Linked DNA regions of Lactuca sativa: region 2 is linked to region 1. A link is a contact called in public Hi-C data. All regions are on one chromosome and are shown on one strand. Each heading gives the region's core, a stretch centred on a gene start, on an enhancer-like site or on the middle of the called end of the contact. The rest is flanking DNA. Distances are from core to core; before and after follow the strand shown.

Region 1 (2,700 bases), core at 200-2,699:
AGCTTGAGATTGTAAAGTCTATCTTCGTGTGATCAATTCAATCAAATGTTTCTTGACGAAAACATATTTCAAGAATTCATCAACATCTTCCTTTAGTTCCAACTCCATTTTATGCTCCAAACATGCATCCAGTAGCTCCCAAAGTACTGCTTCATTCGAACTATCTGAAATTGACATAAAAAACGAGCAATACGAGAATTCTAACAAAATACATGAACTGAACATTATTTAAATAAATGACATGCAAATGTAAAAAATATGATGTTAAATGATCATAAAAACTACCCTAAAAAAGCATAAAATAACATTTACCAATAACCCAAAGCATCGTTCAACAACTTATTGTGTTTTCTACTGGCGGTTTTTGACCGGTCTCAATTTCAAAACAACCTAGTTTTTTCGAGACAAGTATCGGAAAAGTGCAAGTTTTTTCCAGTTTGATTTATTTGGGACCGGTTTAGGTCTTTTTCAGTCAAATATTGTTTTCTTTGTGTACGTCTCTTTTGATTCGGCTTTGGTATTTTTTTGATTTTGAATTTTTCCGTAAACAAATATGTAATCAACACACCAAAGTGATAAATTAAGATTTACTAATAATGATACATTACAATTTAATTAAAAAAAGGAATGAAGAAGTTGGGTAATTTGTGATTAAAAAATATGTAACTAACACAAAAACGATACGTATATAAACTTTGGTTTCCGGTCTTTTTTGAGATCGTTCTAGTTCTAGGTCGATCTTGGGTCTGTCTCTGAAAAGTTTGTTCTTTTTTTGGTCTCATTTTAGAACAGTTTGATCTCGGTCTTCTTCTTTCAAGACGAGTCTAAGACCGGTTTTTTTGTTCATGTATCGTACTTTTATTGAAAAACATTTTGGTTCTTTCATTGCCTCTTTGAGACCATCCTTACTGAAAACCAACAACCTATGTCCATCAACATGGGGTGTATATGGCTTAATTTTTTTTGGGGCTTAATTTTTTTATTATATATATATATATATATATATATATATATATATATATATATATATATATATATATATATATATATATATATATATATATATATATATAGCATTTAAAAAAACTTATAATACAAATAAATTTTTTTTTCTGACTCTTTTTGGACATTTAAGATATTTAAATCCTTAGGACCGATACCTTCAATAGATGCATGGTGTACGTATAGGGTTCATAATCGCAACACAATAAAATACAAGGGTATGTATGAAAATGTTTATAAAGACAAAAGCTTAGATCCCCAAGTACATCCATGCATGAAGGTTTGTTGGGTTTTAAGTAATGAAACACTTTCTCAAAAAGATATCTCTTTCTTCTGAATCAACTAAAGGAATCATTCATTGGCATCTTGCATAAATACAACTCCATGTTCTCTTTCCTATAGTCTCATTTTCTAAGGTTTGTTTCATTATATTCATTTTGTACGACATCCAATGCATGATGTACATCAGAGTGCCTTTTCTAACAATTGCTTCTTTTACAGACGACAAATGGCTCCACATCTGCTACACGGGACGATTCATGCTACCATTTTTGAGGTCGATAGGTTACATAATGGATGGGATCTTAGAGTTTGTTTCAAGGTAGGTGGTTCTTCATATATTTATTGTTTTAATCCGTTATTTTTGTATTCCAATAATTATAAAAATCATAACTTATAATTCTTCATAAAAAAACAAACATAAAAACGGAACTCAGGATTGCAATATAAAAGATTATGAAACTAATACATGAAATAATGAGTTAAATATTGAATATTAATACGGTTAGGTGTGCATTTATGCAATAACATTTTACCTTTAATCAACTTAATTATACAATAAAATTGTTTTGTACAAAATATATATGTAACGATGTCTATTTTTAGAACCAAAACAATGTTTCATTTATGCAATAATGTTTCATTTTATAAACTTTTAATCGTGAATCGGGTGTTATATAATAGTTATTTATGCAATAATGTTTCATTTATTAATAACCAGACGTGTTTGCACAACAATAAAATTATGAGCTTCAAATATTGACAAATATTTTAAAAATGTAACTATACTAATGTCATGAAATAATAACTTTTATATAAATGAAGTAAAGAGAAATTAAATATTCTCTACCTTTTGTTCCGACAAATCCTACTACTCATTTAAATAATGACATGTGTCATATTAGTATCCTAAATATTTTTAAATTTCATTAAATGTTATACATGTCACCATTTAATTTGGTAGGATGAAATGTAGGAGGATATTTAATTTCTCTATTTATTATATCGGTTAAAACGCTGTTGTTATTTAATCGGTGTTAGTATAAATTTATAAAAACCTTATCAGTATTTAACAAAAGAGACCATATGTCAAGATACAATGTTTTTGAGAATCATAGTAATTTGATTGTCTAATATGTAAACTTCTTTATCGTTATTTTTGTAATGTAGACTCTTAATTTTTAATTTAATATGATTATATGTTGTTGGATGTGAAATATTATATTTTTAATATTATAGCTTTTAAATTGTTTATATTAATTTGTTAATTTAAACACGATGTTAAATGTAAGACCTAAACCAAATTATTCAATGTACTTAAAAATAGTACACAAATTGCATTAAAACAAAATATTTATAAAATCCAAGTGCATTATGTAAAACTTAAATCGAAATGCTAAATTCATTAAAAATTTCTAA
Region 2 (2,700 bases), core at 34-2,533, 170 kb after region 1:
AAACCAGATGATTTTATATTCTAAATCCACCATTGTGAAAATGGTCCACTATGAAGGGTTAAGGACACATGATGGAGGTGGTCATTTTAAATCTCAAACACATGGTTTCTAAAGTGAGAAGGTTGATGGGTACTATGGGGTTGGGGTGGGATGTATTATTTTTCGACTTTAATATTTATTGAGAAATTATAAAAATAAAATATTATTTTCAATATTTTCAACTAGGCGTGAGACTCGTATGTTACACGGATTTATTAAAAATAAAAATTTAATATCAATATATAAACATGAAATATTTTATAAAGTAATACTTTACATAATAGAATTTAATCTTTTGGAACATTTGCAAAAGAAATTAAATCGTTTGGAGTACTTATGAAAATTTATTATTAAATTAATAGGATGATTTTATTTTTTTATAGAATCCATTACAATTTTATGAAATTTTATTTTAAGAAAATGAAAATCCCTAACAAATGACAATTGGAAAATAAGAATTTTAAAACTTTCACAATGACAAGTGTCAAAATGAAGAAAAATGAAAAAGAAAATGACATGTGGTAAAAAAAAAAAACATTGATTTATTAGAGATCACAAGAGATAAATCTACAACCAAACTAATTGAATAAATGTATTTCATAATTTTAAAAAGGTTTAACATACAAAAAAAACAAAAAAAAAACAAAAAAAAAAAAAACAAAAAAAAAAAAAAAAAAAAAAAAAATACATGCGGACCATTTTGCAATTTTATCTTCATTAAATATTTGAGTGGGTCCCAAAATATTTATTCGTCATTACTATACAACTGCAAATGTTGAAAGAAACGTTGCAAGTATTTTTAAAATAAGTTTTTTAAATTGTGTTTGAATTTGAGAGGCGAAAATTAAAAGTTGTTTTTAAAAAATATTTGACTTAAATTTTACATATAAAATGACTAAAAGTAAAATGTTTAGAAAATGTTTGGGTAGTTGTAATGGATATAAATATAATTTACTTGGTAAAATATTAACAAGTCACAAAATGATATGATAGATTTCATAATTTTGAAAAAAATCATTTTTGTTTATGGCAAAAAAATGTTTTAAAATAACTTTTCCACTTCAAATGTTGTCCGGACTTTTTGAAAAAGTTAAAACCAAAAAATTGTTTTAAACGGAATGACAAACACCTCCTTGAAAGAATAATTGCAAGAAATTTTAAAGGTTGGTGTGGAAGCTTTGACACAATATATTAACAAACAAAAAATACATAAAAAAAAACAATTATCATCGATTAGCATTTAGTCATGTGAAAAATATATATAAAAATATGTAACGGTAATTCACACTTATGCGTACAAACGTTTAACATGAGACTTTGGTGAGGCATAAATGGAATTACGAGATCATTTTTCTAAAAACTTCAAAAATCAAAACCATGGCTAAATCACCGTCCCCTGCTATTGTAGACGAAGCATCAGCAACGGCAGCATACCCGTATCCGTACACCGCCAATGTTGCCAATTTTGTATCCGTCAAGCTCTCCGGCCACGACAAGTACCAGTTGTGGAAGACACAGATGCTTTGTCTCATTGAAGGTCATGGCATGCTTGGTTTCATCGACGGCACACTCGAACCACCACCCGAGACCAAGCCGGACAATGCTCAGTGGTGGAGGAGGTCCGACGCGCTTCTCCGTGGATGGATTTTGGGTTCCTTGAGTGACGATGTACTCAGCAGCATAATTGGCCTTAAAACAGCCAAAGATGTTTGGGTATATCTCGAGAGTTCTTATGGTTCTTTGACTCCCCAATCTAGCTCGTCAGTAGCTGTGAAAGGAGAAATTGACGGTGGAGAATGGAAATTCGACGGCGGTTTCATGAGATCTACTGCACATTCCAGGTCTCTGCCGGTTCCACTCCGTGGCATGTCGCAACAAATCGATCTGAAAGGGGATTCGGCGACGCCTACCGTCGATAGCAAAATCAACAGTCGGTCTAGGAAATCACGAGGTTTAGAAAGCACGGTATTCCCGGAGGATAGCTGGACCGGCAATTCACCGAAACTTCTTTCGATGGATTTAGCTGAGATCACCGATTTCCTACAAGGTAACTTTGTGTTTTCGAATTACAGACATCATCTTTCATTAGCCTGTAGATTTTGAGCGTTTATCATTATAAAAATTCAAGCTACAATTATACAACATAGATAAACCGATCAGTGAACATCCAATTGCAGCAGTTGTTCTAAATCGACTTAATTTGATTAAACTTGAACGGAAGACGTATTTGACACGATTGTCTGGAAACAATGATCGATACTTATGCAATCTCAGTCAGCATCTATTTTGTCTTCTTTGCCTTCTCTATTTCATAATATCCCTTCAGATTACTGAAGGGTCCACCTTGGGTCATGAGATTCCCTGATTTTGTAGTATTCGACTGGACTATTACAGAATTCGGTGAAAAAAAGTAGTCACGGGTAGGACCAAGCAAATGTCTTCGTTTTTTTTTTAATGTTCTTTCTGGTTCTTGTTAAAGTTTTCTTTTTTCTTGTTTCCTTGGTAACTCCTAATGCATATATGAGTAACTTTTTGGATAAAATCCAGCTTATTAAGCTAAATAAGCTAATTTTAATAAGCATTCCTCTCCATGCTTATTGCTTATTGCTTATTCCCACCACAAATAAGCTATAAGCAATAAGCTAAAAATCTAATCCAAAC

Evidence for each region. A called contact is a pair of places that touch in the nucleus more often than the background predicts.
Region 2: a Hi-C map of seed shows a contact between it and region 1, with 6 times the contacts expected there. The contact joins the promoter of LOC111917432 here to the promoter of LOC111911901 in region 1. A contact is called at or near these places in 3 of 4 Hi-C or Micro-C datasets (leaf and seed).

What each region holds. Positions count from the first base shown.
Region 1 is chr1:52,117,715-52,120,414 of Lsat_Salinas_v11, forward strand. It overlaps LOC111911901 (phospholipase D alpha 1), which reads left to right and starts at 1,450. Exons shown (of 4, transcript XM_023907651.3): 1 at 1,450-1,603. The coding sequence starts at 1,454.
Region 2 is chr1:52,291,089-52,293,788 of Lsat_Salinas_v11, forward strand. LOC111917432 (ankyrin repeat-containing protein ITN1) reads left to right here and starts at 1,284. Exons shown (of 7, transcript XM_023913125.3): 1 at 1,284-2,086. The coding sequence starts at 1,417.